Linked DNA regions of Mus musculus: region 1 is linked to region 2. The links are chromatin contacts, called in public HiCAR-type maps. All regions are on one chromosome and are shown on one strand. The core of a region is the stretch at or near the end of the contact, and the rest is flanking DNA. Distances in the headings are between cores, read along the strand shown.

Region 1 (7,355 bases), core at 326-2,825, 1.5 Mb before region 2:
GATTGGGGGCCCTGTGTTCCAGCCAATAGATGACTTCAAGCATCCACTTCTGTATTTGCCAGGCACTGCCATAGCCTCACAAGAGATAGCTATATCAGGGTCCTGTCAGCCAAAAATTGCTGTGTCTGGGTTTGTTGGTTGTTTATGGGATAGATGCCCAAGTGGGGCAGTCTCTGGATGATCCTTCCTTCTGTCTCAGCTCTGAACTTTGTCTCTGTAACTCCTTCAATGGGTATTTTGTTCCCCATTCTAGGAAGGAAAGAAATATCCACACTTTGGTCTTCCTTCTTGAGTTTCATATGTTTTACAAATTGTATCTTGGGTATTCTAAGTTTCTGGGCTAATATCCACTTATTAGTGAGTGAACATCATGTGTTAAACTTTCCTAAAGGTAGGTAGGTGTGTGTGTGTGTGTGTATATATATATATATATATATATATATATATATATATATATATAGAGAGAGAGAGAGAGAGAGAGAGAGAGAGAGAGAGAGAGAGAGAGAGAGAGAAAGAGAGAGAGAGAGAGTTTTCTGGCTGAAGAGACTATTCCATTAGTAAATTGCTTACTAGGTGAGCATGAGAATCTGAGTTCAAGCCCCAGTGCTCATGTGAAAGGCTGGGCATAGGGGTACATCAATGCCTGGAATCCTGGTGCTATAGATGAGGAGATAAGCAGCCAGTCTAGCCTAGCTGATTTGGCGAGCCCCAGATCCCAGTAAGAGACCCTGTCTCAAAACATAAGGTGGACAGTGCCTGAGGAATGATGCTTGAGGTTGACCTCTGCCCTATTACAAGTACACACACACACACACACACACACAGAGAGAGAGAGAGAGAGAGAGAGAGAGAGAGAGAGAGAGAGAGAATGTGCACCTATATAAACACATTAGCACACTTAGCACACATAAATACAGGAATGAATAAATAAAAGGTCTCTGTTGGGAATCTTGCTGATGTTTTCCTGTGACCATTCTGGGCCTGGTGCAGCCCTCCCAACCTCCTTAGGTAACAGCTTCGGTTAGCATATTGGTGCTCATCTAATGCTTAAGCCTGTAAATGCAGCCTATACTGTGCATCCCTGAATGCCTTGCAGTTTTTACATCATACGCTCTGCAGCTCTTTCCACTCGAATGCATGCAGCTTTCCTGCTCTTTCCGAAGTCTCCCACCTTGAGGAGCTCCGCTTCATGTCACGAGCCTTCTCTTTGTGTGGCTTCCAGTCTCGCATTGCAAGCGGGGCCATGGTAACTGACTAACTTTGGCTGGGTGCTGAGAAATAAGATTATTGGGTCAGTGAGTCAATTGTGCAGTTTGGGCAGATATTGACATGCTCCAGGGTTCATGAACTGTGTTATTTTGAACCATTCTCAATGGGGTGTTCCAGGAACTTAGAACCTCACTGCCTGGGCATTTGGAGTTTTCCTTTGCTCATTGGGAACAGCATCTTCCAGCTGTTTGATTTCCTGTACACATCATGTTGTTCTGTCGGCAGCATCTTTTAAGTCATTGCTATTTGTTTGATGATTTACTCTCTGCTGTTTGTTTCTGTGAGACAGTCATGCGCTGAAGCTCCTCCTGTCCTGGACTCTATGAGTCGCCCAGGCTGCCCTCAAGCTTCAGGCAACCCTCCTGACTCCCCAACCCCCAACTGAAAATTAGCATGCTAGAAGCGCCCCGTGCCTAGCTTTTTAGTTAGTGATTTTTGAAGCCCTGGATGGATTAAACATGAACTTTTTTTTTCTGTGATCAGTTTTACATTGTTTTTATGTTTAAAACGTCTATTGGCTTTGCAGTTATTGAAATTCATTTTTTATAAAGAAATACTGGAGGAAGAAAAATAGCCTGTCCTCATTTTTAATCAGATGATAGCTTCCTTTGGTGACCGTGCCCACTCTGTAGTAAACCCACAGTGAGAGTGGTGTGGACTTTGAAATTTTCACCTCAAAACCTTGGCTCCTGTTCCCTTCCTCGGTATGGTACGTGCTTCCTTTCTCTGCCTTACCAATCCCTTTAACAGGCACCTCACACGCAGAGGTTCCTAACATCACAGGGAATGCCATGAGGAACATCCTCCCACTGCTGATGTGTAGATGACTTCCATGAATGACAGTAACTTAATCACAACATGGAAACATTTCTTTTTTTTTTTTTTGTTCTCTGTAGCTATTTATTTATTTATTTATTTATTTATTTATTTATTTATTTATTTATTTATTTTTAATTAGGTATTTTCCTCGTTTACATTTTCAATGCTATCCCAAAGGTCCCCCATACCCACCCCCCCCAATCCCCTACCCACCCACTCCCCCTTTTTGGCCCTGGCGTTCCCCTGTACTGGGGCATATAAAGTTTGCAAGTCCAATGGGCCTCTCTTTGCAGTGATGGCCGACTAGGCCATCTTTTGATACATATGCAGCTAAAGACAACAACATTTCTAAGCCCCTGCAGTATGTCCCTCTGCCTAGCAAAAGCGCCATTTCACTGACTTTCACTATCACCCACGTTTGTTTAATAGCGTCTCTGAGCTCTTAACCAGGTCACTGCAACTTAGCAAGTGATGGTTAATTTTACAGGAGGCCTGAGTCTCGGAGGAAGCTTAGAGCTCAGGTCCTGTACCAAGTGCCCAGAGTTGGCCCAGAGCCCAGAGTCAGACTGCTTGTTCTTAGGAAGCTGGGATTGGCTCTTCCCCATGCAGGGTCATCCCAACAAAGTGCAGATGACAGGACATGAGTCTTATAAACATCTCAGTGTACATGGAGCCGAATGCCACCCAACCCATGCATGCTCTGTTGAATGAGCATTTTCTGTTTCTTAGAGAAGAGCTGTAGGGTGTCACATGAGTGTTACAGACTAGTTCTTACTCTGTGCTACTGCTGAGGTGGATCGCTAGGGCACAGTAGTGACATAGTAGACAAGCCATGTTCAAATCACTGTGCTCTTGAAGCGTCTGATTCTGGATTCTCTGCAAGGAGAATCCATCAGCACTAAACATTGAGAGCTGGAGGGAGCAAGTCTAATAGTCACTAGGATGGAAAGATGAAATGGTGTCCCTGTCATTATGAAGCTGTTTGGACACTCCTGGGAAGTGCATCCCAGCCTTCCATACCCCATCACCTTTGCATAGGGTTCAGCAGCAGACTACTAGGAAAAGGGAGTCTGTCATTCATTGTAGTCCTGGGGACAGGGAGCTATTCTGCAGTGTCAAGAACCTTGTCGGTGGCCTTCAAATGTCAGAGGCCCAAGATAGCTATGAGTTAGGAAAATAGTGGCTGGACAGAGTGACTTTGTTATTTTGTAGGCTGCCATTCTGCATCAATGGAGCTCAGGTGACCAAATAACCTGAGTCCTCAGGAGTCCCTGATCCCAGTAGACCCATTATCGTTTCTCCAACTGTGTCCTCTCCCCAGGTGGGACCTCCAAGCATAGGGGCATCTTGCCATTGTTGTAGTAATATTAACCTCAGGTTGAAGTCGGGCTGTAAATAAGCTCCTTTTCTAGACTCTTGTTAAGTGGGTATCCCCAAAAGACATGCATCTGGCCTTGGGGACTGCACCCAGGTTGTCTTTGGGTTTTCTTGGGAATAATTGGAAATCTGCATCTCTGTTTCGCTTAAGGAGAAGTTGCATCAGTTCTGGTTGGGTTCAGTTCCCACCAGGTTGGGGCTGCACACAACTGGCTCTGCCGTCCGAGTCCTGACCATCAGTCTGGGTTTTACTTCTCTGTGGATATTCTCACCCAATTCAAGCTCTCCCTCTGCGCCTGTGGGGACTGTCACCATGTCAGAACTCATTCTAAGTAAGTTTTGAAGAATAAAATTTTACAGAGTATTTTTTCCCAAAATGAAGTGTTGTCTTCTAGGAAAAAAGAGCAACACGAGAGGTCTGGGGTATTGCTGTGCTGTGACTCCCTGTTGTGGTTTTCTACCTCATGAGCTCATCTGGACTTGAAGTCTCCTCCGCCAGGCTCCAGAGGTAGAGGGATTAGAGCAGCCATGGTGTTTCCTGAATGTCCACAAGCAGTCGGGATCCAACAGTGAAGGTGCTGAGGAGTTGGGAAGAGACATCTGCTGAGCCCCTGGACCACAACAGGAGCAGCTCAGCTTTACCTGTTGTCTTTCCTGTCTAGGATGGACTGATCATCCAGCTCTCCTCATGGAGAGGCAGGGATTTCAAATCAGCTAGTGAACGTGTGTGTTAGGACAGATGTTCTCCGGGATTGGCTGAGATGGCAGGCTAAGGATTGCTGTTAGTGTGGTTGAAGGTGTTGAGCCCTGGATCTGTAAGTCTGGACCACTGTAGATTGACATTAGGAAGCCAAGGCCTCCATGACCAGATTGAGAGCTTTACAATGAAAACCATATTGTTTTCTCAGAGTGAGACTGCAGGTGACCCAGACAAACACCAAGAGCTCATGTGTGAGGACAAGAGAGTCAGTGTTTGTGAAGAGAACCTGGAAAGTCTGTGCAATGGATGGGCTTGCCTTTACTTGGTAGGCAATGACGTTAGGGACATTGGCCTGGAGTCCTGCATTAATAAGTTGTTGGGTAAACTGCTAGTATCATTCTTGAACCTCCACATTTTATCTGTTGAGTGAAGACAATTAGTCTGAATTTATCTCTCTTTGGTTTACTCTGTAAACCATGAATTACAAAATGCAAGATGTAATTCAATGTGAGAGAATACGACAGATAATTCTAGGTGTGTCATGAGATCATATGCAGCATTGTTGGGTAGACACTGGTACATGGGTGTTGTGAACCAGCCATGTCAGTGATACAGAGCATTACAGTTATTTATTGAGGATCACTTAGTTTACTAAGCTACACCAGTCTTCTCACCTTCACTTGACTGAGTTCTTGAGGTCTCATTTGGAATCAGTACCATGGCAACTGCAAGCTCTTTGTTCCTTCTGAATCTTATTATCGATATGCTTATCAATCAAATGGTAGATCGCAGGTTACATGTACACGTGTGATTATCAAACATGCCACAACGAGTGGAGGGTGATGGAAAGATTCAATGCAGGTGGTTACTGTCCAAAAATAAAAAATAAAATAAAATAAAATAAAATAAAATAAAATAAAATAAAAACACCACCACCAAAAAACGGATCCTAGAGACCCAGGGGAAAGGGTATATAGACAGTGTCAATGTGATAGCATTGATGGCAGTGAGAATTGCAGAGCTGAGTCCTGCCTGTCAATCTGCTTCGCAGAGGCTGGGAGAAGTACATGGAAGTAGTCACTGACGGAGCACCAGGGGGATGTGCCCTACTGCAGCCTCTTTGTGTGTGTGTCTGCCTCACTGTTCTGGCTTTGACAATCTGCCCAGTTAGGTGTGCCCGCATCTGCTGGCTTAGTCTACTTGCATAGATAAATGGCAGCATATCCCACCTTGACAGTTATTCTGCAACTCGGGGGACTCCCAGCTGAGACAGAAGGGATGGGACACACTCTGGTCTATGTTGAATGCAGTGGCTTTGCACAGGGTGTCCTCTCTGATTATCAGTGGAGGGGACCTTGTGCTGGGAGAAGGATCCGCCCTGCTCACCTAAGAATCAGGCATTGCCCAAGGGAGCCCAGCCCTGTTGTAGATCTTGCTAACAAAGGAAAAATGAAATGCAGCATGGTATTTTTTTCTCTTTTCAGAAGTTTTTGTTGTTGTCTAAAAAAAAAAATGTAATATCAACACCAATTCCACAGGGGTCCTTTCTTTTTCAAGGGGGAGGCAAACACAAGCCATTAAATAGGTATCTGGGCTATTGGAGAGTGTCTCTGGGTGAGAGAGGAGGGGCAGGGAGTGATTGGGTACTGTTTTCAGCAAAGAATCCGGTGCTTAAAGAAATGGGAGATTCAGAAATGTGAGGATTTCTCACATCGAAGATATAGTGCTGCCAAACCCACTGCGGCTCTCTGAGCTCACTGCACTTAGTTTTCTTTGTTATCCTTGAGTTTCTTTTTTTTTTTTTTTTTTTTTATAAAAAGACCGAGAATTAAGAGTTGAGGCCCCGTGGAAAAGAATTCCATAGCAGGGCCCAGTTGGCCCTGTTGCTATGATGCTAGGCCTGCTTGTGTGAGGATTTGAATTTGGATCTCTTGAACCAAGTACAGTATGTCTGCAGCCCCTGCGTACAGAATTCACGGGATTCATGGGAGCTCGGGGGCCAGCTAGCCTGTCGCTGGTGGCTCGCTTCCTTTCCTTGTCTCTGACCTCTCACCCACTGCCCTTGAGAATTTGAGGCTGGAATTTCCCAACATGTGGAAGTCTCATTCAGGAAATCTCCCCAGTTCCTCCCCAGCAGCCCTGCACCCAAACCAAGCAGGGCGGATCCCTGAAGCAGGGGTGAGCAGATTGTTTGGTTCCGGGCCAGAGGGATAACTATTTTGAGCTTATGTTTTGTTTACTTGGTAATCTTTAAAAATATGTGTATGCTTGTTCCTGTGTGTGTGTGTGTGTGTGTGTGTGTGTGTGTGTGTGTGCCTGAGTGACAGAGGCAGAGACATTGAGAGGAATATATGTTCATGTGTATGTGTGTATGTGTACAGACCAGAAGTTGACAATGGATGTCTTCATCTTTTTTGTCATTGTCCTCCTCATCATCATCATTATCATCATCATATCTGTTTACATGCACACGCACATGCCATGATGTACCTGTGAAAGTCAGAGGACATTTGGAAGTCAGTTCTCTCTTTCTGTCATGGGTTCTAGGTTCAAACTCAGGTTGTCAGGCTTGTCCAGCAAGTGCTCTTATCTGCTGAGTCCTCTTGCCATCCAAGTCTACTTTATCTCTTTTTATTATTTATTTTGTGTCTATTGATGTTTTCCCTGCAGGTATGTCTCTGCATCATATGTGTGTAGTGCCCTCAAAGTCCAGAAGTGGGTGTTAGACCCTCTGGGACCAAATAGACAAGGCAGGTACTGGGGATGGAACCTGGTTCCTCTGGAAGACCAGCCAGTACTCTTAGCTGCTGGGCCATAGACTCATCAGCCTGTATTGCCTAGTTCTAGTATTGCATTCTGTATTGCCAGCCTAGTATTGCATCTGTATTCTGTATTGCCAGCTTAGATTGCATCTGGGCTGCATAACCTGGAGTTTACTCTAAAAGAGTAGCAACCTTCAGAAGAGGGCATAGATGTTCCCAAGTCCTGTTAAGTAACAGTGATGTACCTGACCCCATCCCAGCCTGATGGGTGTGGCCACAGAGTTCTTCCCCAGGCTTCTGGGTTACTGTGGAGCTAAGCTTTTCTCAGGCACCACCCCGACCACCAGCTACTCTTTCCAAATGTATCTAGAATAGATCTGCTTGTCATAGGCTCTGATTGTCATTGTACCTGTGGGGTTATTCTCTCC
Region 2 (6,883 bases), core at 4,328-6,827:
TCCAATTTAATCCTGCTTCAATCAGTGTGTGGATTAAAAAAAAAAAGCTTCCTAGTTTCCTTTCCTAAGAAAGTTCTGAAGACTAAGAATGCAATTCTGAAAATAAAAATACAAAATGTAAGTCTTTCATAATCAAGGAGAAGCTGTGCGTCAAACATCTATGGGAGCCAGGCTGTTATACCGATTCTGTGTTTCATGATAATCTATGAGTGCATAGTGGTACATAGTGCTTAATAACTCTGACTTTACAGAGGAGGGAAATTGGACTTAAGGAACCACAGGTGAGCCCTGTGTGGTGGCACACACCTTTGATCAGGAGGCAGTGGCAGGTGGATCTTTGTGAGTTTGAGGTCAGCCTGGTCTACAGAGTTCCAGGACAGCCAAGGCTCTACAGAGAGGGAGTGCATCTGAAAGAATGAGCAAGCGTGGTAACTGCCCAAGAGCAAGCAATGGGCAGAGCAAGGCCCCCACCCTACTCAGGGAACTCCAAGCCACTGTCACAGACTGGGACTTCCTGTTAATGAAGAGCACCGGGCAGGATCCGGGGACACTACATTTAACAGCATTTCCAGGACATGAACCTTTTCCTTAGCTTTAGGTTAAACTTTAGGCAGCTTCAGTTCTCCACTACTGAAGCTGCCTCAAATTCTTAGCCCACTTTTCTCTTTCTTCCCCTACCTTTTGATTTATATCCCACCAAGTTTGGGGCTTTTTTTTTTAAATCAGCCCCTAAACACAATGTCATGGTATTTTAAACTAGAGTCAACACACACACTGTAAACAGGAAGCGGCATGTCTATAAAGTGACATGATCTTGTGATGGAGACAGACCCTTACGAGTATAAAGTTAGCTCATCTGTAGATAGATGAGTTCTATCTGCAGCTCAGAGCTAAGCCTAGAACATGCAGACTTGGCTCTCCTTCCTTATTGTGTTTACCTGGAAGGCCTTCCTTTCAATCCCTTCATCTATGAAAGCAGTCATCACAGTTCAGACCTGTTGGGGGACTTAAAAAAACAGTCCCGTGTCCCCCCCCCCCCCCCCGCGCCACAAAAAAAGCCAGTCTTAAGCTAACTCTTCCCTAAAACGTCACCTCTTCAGCTGTCTCTGTGAGGTGGAAGGACACTTAAGAGAAAAGTCAATAAATAAACTGACCAAAAAGGAGCAAAGATTCCTTAAGCCTTCCCATTTCTTTCTCTATTACACACGAGTGTGTGCACACATGCATATACACACATACATATATAAATACACACAGTATATAAGCATATACATACAAACACACACATATATGCACACACATATACATTCATACACATAATATACATTCATGCACATATAATATACATTCATACACATATAATATACATTCATACACATATGATATACATTCAAACATATATATTATATACATGCATACACATATGATATACATGCATACACATATGATATACATGCATACACACACACACAGAGGTTGGGTTCCCTATCCCAACCCACAATCACCAGCACACCAATATCTGGAACTCTGGACAGTTCTTACTTCTTCTCACTTTCACTGCCAAAAGGTTCGGCTCTAAAACAAAGACATATCCAAAGTATTTCTCCCACACCAAAACTACAAAATAAACTGACAGTCTATGCAAAGACTTAAAAGCATGGCCATGTGCACATATGTATATGAACTAAATAATTCAGGTTCGATATCTGACTTCCAGAGGTGTAAGGATCCTATTGACTGATGTAGAATACATAGAAACACTTCCCAAACTCTCAAGTGTTGGGCATTATAGATACTACTGGAGTCTGCTTGCTTGGTAACATCTAACCTTTCTTCCCACACATCTTTCTCCTTCCTTCAAACCTTTCAAAACACCACAAGTCCCCACTTCTTGTCTTCTCCCTGTCCCAAGAGTTTGGCACATGATCTATAAAACAATGACTCCTATGTCAAGGGGCTGTTTCTGGGCTCATCTCTAACCAGTGTTCTGCTGTTTAATATACTGGCTATTTACCCAGTTTCACAGCAGTAATCATGGGAAGTAAGGAGGGAGAAGCGGAGGGGGCCACAACTAGAAAGCAATCTCATGATAACTCAGAGCAAGGCCAAGCAAATGTAATAGATAATATAAGATGTTGAAAAAAATATATAGGGGGCTGGTGAGATGGCTCAGCGGTTAAGAGCACTGACTGCTCTTCCAAAAGTCTGGAGTTCAAATCCCAGCAACCACATGGTGGCTCACAACCATCCATAACGAAATCTGACACCCTCTTCTGGTGTGTCTGAAGACAACTACAGTATACTTACATATAATAAATAAATAAATCTTTAAAAAAAAAAGAAAAAAAAAGAAAAAAATATATAGGTTGCCGGGCGTGGTGGTGCACGCATTTAATCCCAGCACTTGGGAGGCAGAGGCAGGTGGATTTCTGAGTTCGAGGCTAGCCTGGTCTACAAAGTGAGTTCCAGGACTGCCAGGGCTATACAGAGAAACCCTGTCTCAAAAAAAAAAAGAAAGAAAGAAAGAAAGAAAGAAAGAAAGAAAGAAAGAAAGAAAGAAAGAAAGAAAGAAAGAAAGAAAGAAAGAAAGAAAGAAAGAAAGAAAGAAAGAAAGAAAGAAAGAAAGAAAGAAAGAAAGAAAGAAAGAAAGAAAGAAAGAAAGAAAGAAAGAAAAAGAAACAAGAAAAAAATATATATATAGGTTGATCATCAGTGACATTATTCTTAGTTTCATTTTGGTACTTGCTCTGGAGTCTAAAACCCCACATCAGCAACTTATAAGGAACAGAAGCCCCGTGATATGGAGACACCTGATCTCGCCTGGGACTCACACAATTGCTCCTTTTCTTTGGCACAACTGGTCCTCAAGATGGCTCCTCTCTCAAACCACACCTCCACACATTCCTTTCTACAGACCTTCAGAATTATACTAGGAAGGAAGTCACTTGGAAAACAGGCCCTAAAGAGCAAAACGCCGGGGGGCCAGGTACTTCCTATCTTAAAGATCTCATAATCTCCCAGATACCACTATTTCATGCTTTAATTTCATTTAAAGACTACAGAGCACCACTTCAGCTACTTCAAGGTCACTCTGTAATTCTTAGCAAAGATAAAGATTCTCCAGCCTAAGGCAAGATCTCCAGTTCCTTTGCTTTGCCTGACAGCACACTTCTTCCTCCTGTTACTTCAGCAGCAAGGGCACTAGGTTCTCAGTGTGCCAAGTCAATACAATAGTAAAAAGTTCACATTTTATTACTTCCTAAAACAACTGCTTTTATAATTTCCTAATTTTTCTAAACAGTGTAAATTGGCACACACCAAGTGAACACATAGCAAGTTATAAACTTCCTGGCTTGTCTTTTTTCTTTCCTATAGAATTACATTATTTGACTACAGCCAAGTCTTAGGCTTTCTTTCAACATGGATTCAACTGTTCATGTGTTAGGAAATGTTTCTGATTGGCTTAATTCTAAAATGTCTGTCTAATTTTACAATGTTAACTACTCCAAGAGTATCATCATGAAGATTCTTTGGTATTCACAGAAATAATTATTGCTGTGAAAAGTACAGATTGTATGGATTAACCCAATATTCCTAAGACTTGCTTATCACAGAGCAAACAACTGTCTTACACAAATGGCCATATAAACTCGGGCTCTACAGACTTCAAGCGTATACCAGAAGATGCAGATTATCTAAGACACAAGAGACAAGACCTCTAGCTGATAAAGTCAGTCTTAACTCAGGTCACCTTCCCTGGATTGCTTGCTCACTTCAGTTCCACAAAGAACTTTCTCTGGACTGCTGAGATGTTTAAAGGAGCTTATTGATATTAGATTACTTTTAAAAGTTATGATCCTTTATAGAAGTTTAAAAGAATTAGCTTAATAGGGCTATGGCAGAGAGAATACACAATCATTTGCCTCACCAAAAGAATAAAAAGGTAAAGGACACACACACACACACACACACACACACACACACACACACACACGTTTCTCATTAGCAAGAAGATCCTGCCCTACCTGCACTGGTAGGCTGGGAACAACCTATTGAAGTCAGAAGTGTAACACACACCTAGAGGTCAGGTGCCATGATTCCACTTAGGAAATAGTGAGACTCCTCCACAGAACTGAGAGTATCCAAAGCCTTTGATTATTATCAACTTAATAAACAAAGACTAATTCTGTGAATTAAAGGAATCATTCCACTTGGGGCACTCTTATAATCTATTAGCATGACACACACCACAACCGCTGTGTAAGCTGTGTGGAGAACAGGTATTTCACTATTAATCGAAAAGTTATGAGAGGAATAAAGGAAAGAAGTCAGATCAGAACACTGAGCAGGACGGTTTAACCCTCCTTTGAGGTAACTCAGTATATTTTATTTTAAACAGTGAAGCACAAAGCCTGGAGCACACAGTGTTCAGCTCAGGTGTCACCTCCAGCTCAAGTCCAGAGAGGAATCTTGTGTTTTACATGCAAACCTTAAGATACCACTAGCAGCTACTCAAGCTGAGCCCATAGCCCTTGGAAGTGCAAACACCTCCAGATCAGAAATAATGTTAGGCTGAATTTCCAAAGTCAATTTCCTTCAGTACTGGAGCTAGACCAGCTATCTAACCATACCCCACCAACAACTTTCCCAGACCTTTCTCAGGACATACTTCCAAAGTTCCTTTGCTCAATAAAAATGGCGCTGCTTTCTCCATCCCAATGCTGTTTATTTCAGTAATCCTGAGGCCCTTTAAACAATCAAATTCGACTGGCCTCATTTAAATGCCAGCCTTCCCTAGTGTCAAAAGCTTCTCTGGGGGTAGGGTGAGGGGGTAGGATGGCTGCTCCTATCCACAGCTGCAACTTTTTCACCAGAAACCCTAGCATCGTGAAGTCACGTTGACTTCTCTTCATAACCTGTCTTCCCCCAAACTGTTGCCTCTCCGTCTATTGAGCCACACTTCAATGCAAACTGTCCCCAAGTGCAGAAGAGCTTAAGCCTCGTCCATCCACGCCGTGTCCTGGGCACTCGGCACCCAAACCATTCTTAGTCTCCCGATAACCCGCAGCAGTGCCAGGTCCACCGGTCCCGGGACTCCCGGGTCCGACGCCCGGTGGCCCGGCAGCGACAGCATGCACGCGCGCACGTCTGTCTAGCCCTCCCCGGCGGGCTGTCGCCGAGCCTCCGCCCGCGCCCACCCCCGCCCGGGCGGCGATGGGAGGCTGGGTGGGCACAGAGGCACCAGCCGGAGCGACAGCCGAGGGGACAAGGCCAGCCGCGCGCCCCCGCCCCGCCGGGCGCCGGGCACGGCGGTCCCGGCCCCAGCCCCCACCCTGCTCCCGCCCGGGTGGCACCGCGGCCGGCAGAGGCGGCCAGGGCACGACGCCCCGGACGCCGGTACCTGATCGATGGGCAGTTGCACGGCGTTGCTGAGGGGCTGCAGCAGGGTGGAGCCCGTGGTGCTGGTGGTGGCCATGGCCGGGCCTCGGCGCTGCGTCCGCTCGCTCCGGCCAGGCGCCGCTTGCTTGCTTGCTCGCTCTGTGCCGAGCTACGCCGAGGATGGGGATGCAGCGGCGCGCCCGCCCCTCGGCCGCCCGCGGTCGGAGCAGCCGCGCGGGGAGGGGCAGTGGGCGGAGTTAGTGGCCCCGCCCACTGCTGGGCGCCCCGCCCACCCAGCCGCGCGGCCCCCTCACGCCGCCGGGCGGCCCGATTTCCAGCAGCTTCCAGAGCCCCCTCCCCACCTCGCGCACTCGTGCGCCAGACAGCTCCGCGGTCCAATGGCGTCGCGGCGCCCCGACTCCCACAGCCAATCAGAGGACGCTGGCCTCGCCGCGCCCCTCCTCCGTGCTGAGGACCCCAGCGAGGGGCTGAGGCTCGACCATGGCTGTCGCCCGAGGGCGACCGAGAGTCAGGCTAGCTGGTGGGGGCGTGTGAGGGCGGCTTTGCCTCCGCCTCTGCTCACTTCCTTTCTCAGGAATGGTGGGCGCCGTCCCCACCCCTCACTGGCAGTGACGGTGGACAACAAAGGGGCTCGGGGTGGCGGCCAGACAAAGAGTTGCAGCGCCGGGGGAAGTTGGGAACAAAGGTAGGGGGCTGGGAGCTTCAGGGAGACGCGCTACAAGAACCCCAAAGCAGAAAGTGCCTTTGTCTCCTGGGCTGCCCAAACTTGCGGAAAGCCGGGTGGTCCTACCTCACCCGCCGCCCACCTGGGCCTGATCGGCCGCGCTGGGACGATGCCCTCACCGCGCATCCAGCTGAGAGGGAAACAGGTCGGACCTGGGCAGCGCCCGAGGGAAAGCCTGGGTAGCCAGCGGCCGGCATGTAAAGGCCCCGCCTCCTCAAAGGAAAGGCTGCTGGTAAGCATCCCTTCGTGCCTGCGAGCCTCTCTGCCAGATGTGAATTCTGCTGTGTCCACACCTCCATTCCAGGAGGGCAGTTAGTGTGTCAGCCCTACAAATGTGATCTCTTACCCTTTAAACTAGCCATGGGAACACCTGGAAAATGCCAGCATCGTCCTCTCAAAATCCAAGGATTTGGAAACTAATATTTAAAGGGGGGCGGGGGTTTAAATGTGCTGCTAACACTGCTTTTAAAGGTAGACTTATGTGAGTCCCCACAACAACCATGTGAGGCAGGTATTGTAACCACCCTCAATCTAGCAAGGAAATTGAATTCCAGAAAAATTACATAACTTAACCAAGAGCTAAATAACAGTGTGTGGGGGGGGGGGGGGCCTGAGATCCAACTAATTTAGCCCCAGTTTTGACCTCTTAAAGACAAGGCCCTCTTCATTCTCAGGTTTAACACCCACTCCAGAATAGCCATCAACTACTAGGTACAGCACTTCCTCAAGGACCACTCTAGAGGCTTCAGTAGTAAGAGC

What was found. HiCAR-type assays count read pairs that join an accessible place to other places.
Region 1: a contact with region 2 is called in a HiCAR-type map of astrocytes, with 3 times the contacts expected there. The contact joins the enhancer-like site here to the promoter of Mboat2 in region 2. A contact is called at or near these places in 4 of 39 promoter capture datasets (cranial neural crest, hippocampal neurons, liver and 1 more) and 3 of 115 datasets of contacts at active chromatin or transcription factors (astrocytes, embryonic stem cells and thymic regulatory T cells).

What each region holds. Positions count from the first base shown.
Region 1 is chr12:26,355,306-26,362,660 of GRCm38.p6, reverse strand. All of the region lies in intron 3 of Rnf144a (ring finger protein 144A), which reads left to right. It overlaps 4930549C15Rik (RIKEN cDNA 4930549C15 gene), which reads right to left. Exons shown (of 5, transcript NR_130981.1): 2 at 6,549-6,655; 3 at 4,840-5,033. Among named protein-coding and RNA genes, the nearest start is that of 4930549C15Rik, 12 kb to the right of the region's middle. Within about 2 kb of position 1,575, at least 7 of the 459 cell types and tissues checked have an H3K27ac peak or open chromatin away from gene starts, as enhancers often do. A contact at or near this core is called in astrocytes, where this site is marked.
Region 2 is chr12:24,830,293-24,837,175 of GRCm38.p6, reverse strand. Mboat2 (membrane bound O-acyltransferase domain containing 2) reads right to left here and starts at 5,577. Exons shown (of 13, transcript NM_026037.3): 1 at 5,402-5,577. The coding sequence starts at 5,476. It overlaps 2900060N12Rik (RIKEN cDNA 2900060N12 gene), which reads left to right and starts at 5,859. Exons shown (of 3, transcript NR_166876.1): 1 at 5,859-6,356.